Regions from separate parts of the Sus scrofa genome. Here region 2 is linked to region 1. The links are chromatin contacts, called in public Hi-C maps. All regions are on one chromosome and are shown on one strand. The core of a region is the stretch at or near the end of the contact, and the rest is flanking DNA. Distances in the headings are between cores, read along the strand shown.

The links. Hi-C and Micro-C count contacts between places; a contact is called where the count stands out from the background.
Region 2: a Hi-C map of fetal skeletal muscle shows a contact between it and region 1, with 1.8 times the contacts expected there. A contact is called at or near these places in 3 of 47 Hi-C or Micro-C datasets (embryonic fibroblasts, epiblast stem cells and fetal skeletal muscle).

Annotation. Positions count from the first base shown.
Region 1 is chr4:10,795,812-10,800,406 of Sscrofa11.1, reverse strand. No RefSeq gene overlaps it. Among named protein-coding and RNA genes, the nearest start is that of FAM49B, 320 kb to the right of the region's middle.
Region 2 is chr4:11,038,395-11,043,384 of Sscrofa11.1, reverse strand. No RefSeq gene overlaps it. Among named protein-coding and RNA genes, the nearest start is that of FAM49B, 560 kb to the right of the region's middle.

The DNA.
Region 1 (4,595 bases), core at 412-2,911:
ATACAGGAGCCGCCAGTTAATGGTAGAGAAGAGACGCCCGCCTGCCCTGCGTCCATCCTGGAGCTCTCTCCCACCAGCACACCTGGTCATAAGACCCATGTTGGAAACCCGCGTTTTTATCACGTGGCGTGTCTGATTATAAACTGGACCCCAAAAGAGAACCTAAGGAGACCCCCTGGGGTGGCTGGCGACCACTATTCAAAAGAGCCAAGGGAGCAGGATTTTGCCTCTGGCAGAGACCAGCCATGGTTAGATATGGTTTCTGGCTCTGCCAGCAATTTCCATGCCACGACTGGGAAGAACTCTCATATCTGGAAGAGATGGATCTCAGGAGATCTGAGACTTTGTCTCACCTCCCGCGTTGACCAGCCAAAAGTGTCATCTGGCCTTGACACTCAACTGACCCGAGCCTGTTTCCTAATCTATACGCTGGGGTAACACCACCTCTCTGCCACGCTCCTCTGAAGCTTCCAAACAACCAATGAGGCGAGGAAGCACCCTGCAAACAGCAGAGACTCTCACAATGCATCCAGCAACGGTGAATTCTACCTAACGCTGGAAAATACATCAAAGAATTGTAAATAGGGAAGGAAACTCTGAAGCCAACTCCTTTTAGAAATAGGGAAAGTGACTTCCTGAGAATTTAGGAGGCCTGCTCCAAGTTCCATAACGAGTCAGGATCCCCAGCTCATGCGAGAAGCCAGTGTTGGGATCCAGAGGGCACTGCTCCTCTTTTCAGGCCACCTTTACAGCCATCGATGTCCAAACACATGCACAGAAACGTGTAGCAGGCAATTCTGTTCATTTCCATCGATGTGGGTCCCCGAAAAATGAAGGTGTGCTGCTAAGTTGCATCTCTGATTTTTTCTAGTCTAAACTTAATTTCTTTTGACTTGGAGGGTGGTACATTGTCCTTCCCTAAAAAGAGCTGCCAGAAAAGAATACGGAAAATCATAAAGAAACTTGAGGACTTGAGGTTTCCACATGCTGGGAGCTCACACACCAGATTCCAGACACGGCCTTCTCCTGAATCTGACCCGAGTCCTTTCATCCATTGATCAGGTCCCAGGCTCCGGGAGAGCCGCCAGGACTGGGGGAATTCGTTACAGAGTCACAGAGCCGGGGCGGCCCCATCCCATGAAAGTCACTTCCAGCTTGGAACGGATTTGCAAATTCCTGCTTTCTGAGGGGTGTTTCAGATGCCTGGGAGCTGGCCTGTCTGCAGGCAGTCAGTAGAAGGAAGTCCGGGGCGGGGGGGGGGGTGAGTGGGGGCATTCCAACACCTGGCCCAAGACCCACGGTCACAGAAAACAAGGACTTTCTGGTACGGCACCAAGCCTCGCCGGGACTTAAGGATTTAAAAAAAAAAAAAAAATTTCAGATTGCCTTCATTTTGAAACACAAGAGCACATCTGTCCTTACATCACACTGGGATGCTCCTGCCCCAACCTGGAGCTTTTCCCAACTGTCACACAGGAGGATGGCAAGACGTCCCACGTACAAGTCAAAACCTCTGGACGCTTGCCGTGGGCCAAGCAAGCACTGTGCCGGAAGTTTGCCATGCTTTGATCCAGCCCATCTCACACGCCACCTCGGGAGTGGCTACTAGCATGGCTGTGACAGCCGGGGGACCTGGCATGGTGAGGCAACTCCTACGAAGTCGACAACTGGTCAGTGACAGGGGAGGAACTCCGGCCGGGTCTTTAAAGTGAGAGCTCAGACAGGTCGGATGGGTGGAGGCAGAAAGACCTCCACGCCTGCAGACGAGCATGAACCTGGCCCCCGTTCGGTTGACACCGAGGCCGGCTCGTACTCCCGGGTCAACCACTGTAAAGTCAGAGAGCCGTCAACTTTGGGAAAGTCTCTTTGCGTCAAGATGTTTCCTCCCCCTTAATTCCTGCCCTCTGTACCCCACGGTCCTCCCTCCTGGTTCCCAAAGCCTCCTCTGAGAAGTCGCTGGCGGGCCCCATTCCCATGAAATAGATCCCCTGACATCACAAAGAGATCTTTGTCTCCCTCCCATCGAAGTGTAAGCAGAGTTCCTTGCTCTGATCTAAGTAAAAGAGCGTGATTGTCCTTTGCTTCACGTCGCCCTCACAGTTACAATATGCGCTTGCATCTGGAGGTAGAAAGCAGACTAAAATGTGTCCTAAAACCCACGGGCTCGGAAGGGCTTGGACAGTTTATCTTTTGCTTCCTGCTGCCTTCAGGCAGGACCCCCCACCCCCACCCCATCCAAATCAACAAAACACAGACACGCCCCGTAGGATCTGTGGGAAGAGTATTATGAAAGCCCATCTTACATCTTTGGGAAGCGAGGCAGAGTGACTGAGCCGAAGTCACTTAGGTAGACTGTGAGCAAGGAGGGCAGGGCGGCAGGCACCGGGTCTGCGGCAGTTCTGCCTTCCCGTGCGGCCCTTGTCCACGCACCTGTGCACTACCACGAACCCCAGGCTGGAGACACTATAAAGGTACATGGACATATGAGCACAGTGCCTTAGAGGCATTAAATTTCATTGTTCTGCCTTTTTCTGCACTTTGCTAGGAATACAGAGGCAGATGGATGAGTTGCCAGCCCCCTCGCCGTTCAAGTCAAGGCCTCAAGATCAATAACCACCTCCCTAACAGAGTGATGTTGATCGCCCTCTATGGGCCAGATGGAGTCTTGCAAGCCGGATGGCTCAGGATGGTCCTGCATTCTCTGATGTTCCATGATGTTGCACAAAGCAAACCTGAGGGCAAGTCCCAGCCCAGCGCTGCTACCCACCGGCTGGGGCACCATGGGCAAAATACCTCCGTGCACTGGACGTGGGTGTCCTCATCTCTACACAGGGTTACTAACACCTTACAGTGGGTTGAATGGTGGCTCCCCCACCAAAAGACAGATCCATAGCCTAATTTCCAAAACCTATCAATGTGGTGTGCCCACTGTGGCTCGGAGGGTTAAGAACCCGACACAGTGTCCGCAACGATGCAGGTTCAATCCCTGGCCTCACTCAGTGGGCTCAAATTCAACATTGTCGTGGCTGTGGCATAGGCCTCAGCTGCAGCTCTGATTCAACTGTTAGTCTGGGAACTTCCATATACCGCAAGCGCGGCCATAAAAAGAAAAAAACAAAACAAAAAAACCAAGAAACTATCAACGTGACCTTATTTGAAAACAAAATCTTCACACATGTAATTAAGTTAAAGCTCTTGAGATCGCCCTGAATTATCCAGATAGGCTGTGAATCCACTAATAGGTGTCTTTGTAAGAGCCATCAGGAAGAAACAGGGAAAAGAGACAATGGTATGAAGACAAAGGTAGAGACTGCACCTATCTGGCCATAAGCCAAGGAACGCCTGGAGTCTTCATCAACTACAGAGCCTTGCCCAGAGCCTTCTGAGAGCATATGGCCCTGCCGACACCTTGATTTCGGATTCTGGCCTCCAGAACTAGGAGAGAAGAAACTTCTAGGATTTTTTCTCAAGCCAGTACACTTGGGGTAATTTATTAAAGCAGCCCTAGGAAAGCAACACGTACCTATTCCAGGGACTGCTAGCATGAAACCCATCCCAGGAGGAGTGTTTATGGCGCAGCCCCGGTGGGATTCTTGCCTGATGTTGGGGGTCAGCTTGAGTCCCTTCTCATTCTGCCCACTCCTCCCTGACACCACCCACCCGACCAAAGGTCCAGAAGGAAGGCTTTAGTGTCTGACTTAGGGTTGTTAGGGGGCGTGCATTCACCTCTTTCCTCTGGACAGTGTTCAAAAAAATAAGCCCCAATTTTTATTCAAATGAATCTGAAGGTTCTTAGAAATCACTGTCCATATGATTCCAACACAAAAACATGACTGACATCCAACCAGGTCACTCACCAGCATCCTCTCTGATCAGTTTATCACGGTCAAGATGGTTAAACACTGTGACCCTTGTCCCTGTACACAGGCACTGCGCTGCCATCTCCACTGACAGGGATTCTGAATCACTGAAGCATCCTGGCAGACCTGGAACAGACCGTGGAGAGGAACTAGCCCAGGGGGGTTTCAACTGTACTGGGGGGAAATCCAGGTGTGCACAGATGTGTCTCGGGTGCACGGCACGTGGTAGCAGTCAACGGCAGGAAAAGAGCTGCTCTTTTTACTGCTTTATAAACTTGGAAGATGCATATGATTCTTTTGGAGAAGCATATAAAACACGCTGTTTTTTTTTTTTTTTAATGTCTAAAACACTGATACAGGAGTTCCCATTGTGGTTCAGCATGTTAAGGACCCAACACAGAGCCTGGGAGGGCGAGGGTTCAATCCCTGGCCTCACTCAGTGGCTTAAGGATCTGTTGTTGCCACAAGCTGTAGACGTGGCTCAGATCTGGGCTGCCGTGGCTGTGGCGTAGGCCGGCAGCTGCAGCTCCAATTCAACCCCTAACCCAGGAACGTCTATATGCCACAGATGAGGCCATAAAAGGATAGATAGATAGATAGATAGATAGATAGATAGATAGATAGATAGATAGATGATGATAGATAGATAGATAGATAGATAGACAGACAGACAAACACTGATCCAACACATTTAATTTCTAGGCAGGAAACTGAGGTCCACTTGAGTGACATGTC
Region 2 (4,990 bases), core at 1,380-3,879, 240 kb before region 1:
GAATCCATGCCTCTGCAACATCCTCTTTTATCTTCCGATTTTTAAACTTTCTCTCCTTGAATTAGGTATCCCAGGCTTCAGAATCATGAAATGGCTGTTTATCTATCCCACATGTACTTCTATATTCCTGGCAGGGAGTTGTTTGAGACAGCTTATAATAAAAGCAATCAGGTTGAAAACTTTCAAACAAGGCGTGTGTGTGTGTGTGTGTGTGTGTGTGTGTGTGTGAAATTCACTATAAGAGCAGAGAAAATTCTGCATCCATACAGTTCAGTTAAGGAGGATACAATAGCTACATACTTAGTTCTGATATTCCTAGAACCCAGGGAGAACAGAAAAAAAATATAAAGAATCATATGACCCATTGTCCACATAAATATGACTCATTGGAGGAAATAGTTTCATTTTTGTTATTGTTTATTTTATAGCCCTAAACTCTGATACTAATTTATCAGTGAGGGTGGTTTTCATAGAAGTTTCGAGTGACATAGCAACTGATGTCTGTTGCAGCAACCTCCCCACCCCCACCCCTTAAGGGGCCATTCCCAAGTGTCCACATTGTAGCTCTCTTATTGCTCTGCCAAATCAATCCACAAGTCTGAGGGACATGAACCAGGTGACCTGGATTTAAAAAAAGAAAATTGCCTAGAAAATCTCTAGGAAAGAAGATGAATTGAGCCCTCAAAATTTCCTTCTCCAATGTCAACATCTTAGCTGTATTTATTACAGAAGCAGGTGGTGGGCAAAACAAGACCAATATTGCAAGGGACAATATAAAAGGCTCCTCATTCACGCAGTCTTTGCAAGAACCATCAGCTAATCTTCATGGGCCAAGTGTGCAAAGGGCAAGGTTACAGCATAAATGAGTGACATTTATCTCCAGTCCTGCACTAAGAATGCTGTACACACCATCTTTCATTCAATCATCGCTCCCCAGTTTTCATTATCTGTGTTGTTGATGTAATTATTATTATCAATCTGCTATAAGTGAGGAATAGAAAGCAAAGGGAATTCAAGTAACATTCCCAAAGCCATAGAGTTCATAGATTACAGAGATGTGGTTTGAATTCTGCACTCAGTTTCAAAGATTGATACTTTTTCCTAACCTTAAACCTTTCCAGGATATTATGGTGAATATTTTCATTTTTTTATGAATGCTTTTTTCTTCGGGCCAAACCTGCGGCATATGAAAGCATCCAGGCTTGGGGTCAAATCGGAGCTATAGTTGCTGGCCTAAACCCCAGCCACAGCAATGCCAATCCAAGCCGTATCTGCAACCTACACTGAAGCTCATGGCAACACCCAATCCTCAACCCACCGAGCACGGCCAGGAATCAAACCCGCATCCTCATGGATACTAGTTGGGTTCATTACCCACTGAGCCACAATGGGAACTCCTTATGGTAAATAATATTTTTACAATCAACAGGTCTGTAATCATAGCCTTAGGGAGTCAGCATCAGTGCAGAAAGGAGCATATGGGCTTGGAGGACCTGAATTCAAGTCATGGGAAACTGAGCTATTTATCCTCTGGAAACATCACTTTCTTCAACCATGAAGTGGCAAAAATAAGAACTAGTTTTCAATGATGTGATGAAGGTCAGACATCACGTATAAAGTTCCTGGAATGCAGGAGTTACCCAACAAATGGGAGCAACAACATTTAGGATGTAAGCTCATTCCCGACCTGCATTGCAGAAGGAGGCATCCCTGTTCTCAGAAAGTACCATTGGATCCACTTAAGGACTCCAAGACATGTGAAAAGGCATGTAAAGCATCCTGAAGGAAGAGAAAAGCAACAGTGAGAAGGAGGAGGACATTTATTAAATATCAAATATGAGCTATAAAATGTACTTCCTTATCCCATTTAACCATTCCAACAATGTGATACAGAAGATACCATGATTTTTCCCCCCAAAACTGTAAACGAAAGCTTAGAAAAGCTAATCAGCTTGTTCAGATTCACCATATGGTCAATAGCAGAACTGAGATTTAAGTTCAGGTCCCTCGATCCCAAACCCATTGCCCTGAACTGTCCTATGTGGCGTCTCAATGAATCAGGAAATAAGCTCACAGGTGTTTCGATGCATTTTTCCATATTTTTAAAACATCACAAGAGAGACTGGAGAACTACATTTTCCCCCTGTCTCTGTCACTGACTAGCTATGCAATCACTGCCCTTTTCTTGCTATCAGTTCCCCCGTTTTCACAACAAAGCAGTGAGTCTGCATGATTTCTAACAAAGCCCTTTTCGGCTCTAACATTTTATGGTGATTCTTTCCCCCGAAGAACTGTGCTGGCAGTACAGAGCAAAGACACAGCACATATGTATGAAAGTTACTCCGTTTATATTAAATTCCACATTCCTGCAGGGCTATGTAATGTCTGTTGCCCTTCAGTCGACTCCATACTCCAATGTTTGTTTACAATCATCGGAGCATGAATAGCTATTTTTAAACCTGGCTTTTCATGTAAGAAGGTTCAAACTCAAACTGAATTTGATTTGTTGGAGAATTCAAATCCTCGGGATTATGGCAGGCAAAGAGAGAAATGTAAGTCACTTTATTACCCCTTGACTCTCCGCTCCCCGCTCCCACCCCCATAATTTCACAAACAAAGATGTCATTGGTTAAGCCGACTGTCTCCAGGGCAGAAAAGCCTTTATATTGGAGACTGATGGCCAAAGGTCTTGGGGTTGTTTATATTTTTGCTTGAAACAACAGGAAGTAATGTTTTAGGAGGCAGCTGGCCTTGGGATCCAGCAAATCCAGGGATTTGCACAGCTGGCTGAAGTGAAACTTCTAGTAGTCTTATTCAACTGAGTTTTTATCTGTCACACTTTCCTTTTAAGAAGACAGGCTTTGAAGTCAGCCAGATGCCAGAACACCTCTTACAAGCAGAGTGAGCTGGCAGAGAGCCTGACACATAGTAGGAATGTAACAAATACGCCTCCCCTCTCTTTTCTGTTACTAATGCAGGGTTTGTTTTGCTTCATGTGGGGCCCCTCTGTAGACCCTAGTCCAGAACATAAGGTCCCTGAAAGCTGGGATCCCATGCTTCTCCCCCTTGGCTGTCTCCCATCACTGGAACCTAGAATACCTGTTTTGATAAAGATTGGATGACTTACGGAGGGTTTGCATTCCGGAACCCTGTATAGAAGGATTAGAAAAGTTGGAAGTTCCCATTGTGGCTCAGCAGAAACAAAATCTGACTAGCATCCATGAGGACGCAGGTTCGATCCCTGGCCTTGCTCAGTGGGTTAAGGATCCGGCATTGCTGTGAGCTGCGGTGCAGGTCACGGACACAGCTCAGATCCCACGTTGCTGTGGCTGTGGTATAGACTGGCAGCTACAGCTCCTCTCCGACCCCTAGCCTGGGAACCTGCATGTGCCATGAGTGCAGCCCTAAAAGACAAAGAAAAGAAAAGAAAAGTTGATTGCACAGCCATTGCATAACTCAGGGAGCCACTGCTAAGGAGCCCAGGGATTCCTTGGAGGGGGTTAAAAATGTTCTTAAACTAATGATGGTGATGGTGGCACAACTCTGTGAATACACTAAATGCACTGGGCTGTACATATTCAATGTGTGAATTACACGGTTTGTGAATTATATCACCATGAAACCACTTGACTTAACCCCTCCAAATGGTACATATTCATGAGCCCCCATGTTTAGCCTGGAAATGGACACAGCGATCTGAATAGCTGGTGAGCAAATGAACTGGGAGAAAAGGGCTGGGAGTGAGGAGAAGGATTGCATGTCCCATTCAGGAAAGAGATCCCCCCCCCACAGTTCCAACCTCCTGAAGATGTGCACTTTTCCTCTTCGCAAAACCAGCCCGATAAAGAACCCACGTGGAACAGCCAGGAGTCCACATTCCGTTCCATTTCTTTATCCACCGACTCAGTCCAAACAGTAGCATGACAGGTTGTCAGATAAAAAACCCTTGCCCCCCCAACAGGGCTTCCAAACTCATGAGTTTTCAGGATTGCCAGGAATTCCTGGGTCTCAGTTACCTGAACAACTCTTTCATATCAAAAATCACATCTTTTGCATAAAGTGCACATAGGCCACAAGCCTGTTTTTAAGTGAATCATTCTTATGTCCAACAAACATCTGCTGGTTCGTATTCACCACACACCGGACTCAGTGCTAGAGACCGAAAGATACCACCCAGGATGGAGGGTTGACACGTACAGAGCCTGCCATGTGCCTCCTAAGGGGTGACCTACTTCATTATCCTAATGACCAGTGAAGGCAAAGACAAATTATCAGCATCACCCCCATTTGACAGATGAGAAAACTGAGGCACAAAACATAAGGTAAGGTCACAGCCCCACAAAGTCAAAGACCGGATATTCTGCTGAGGCAGGTTGGCTCCAAAGCCTGTTTGGAGAACCTCCTCTCTTGCCATGTCTCAACCAGGGATCAAGCACCTAGATGCAAGATAACAATGATGAGCATCCCACTGAGGGAGGAACAGGTGCAGCTGGAGGGATCAGGGTGCTCGCACGTAAAAAATCTCTCACAATTATGGATCTGAATGAAGTGGAGAGAATTTTCTCCAACTGTCTTGACTTTCAGATGAGGAAAATGTTACCTGGAGAGCAGCAGTGACTCACGCAATGTCTCACAGCTTCCCAGGCATTGAACGTGACTCTGCATCTCTTCGGCCCCAATACAATACACTTTCACTCATGGATTCAGAAACATTTGTGCCAGGCCCTGTGCTCTTCTCACTACACCCTACTGCACAGACCAGTTATAAAGCTGAGGCATTCCTTCGAGCAACATGAAAAACAGGCATCATTCCCTATTTAGTTGTGCAAGGATCATATTGTCCCAAGACAACCTTGCAACTTCATCAAGTCACTCTTAGGAGTCCCAGGAATAGGCGAAAGAGTGGCAAAGAGGGAAGAGAGAATGAACCATTGCTTCGGGGTACCAGGTACTGGGCTGATTCATCCCCACTGTTCCAAGGAGTCTTTCA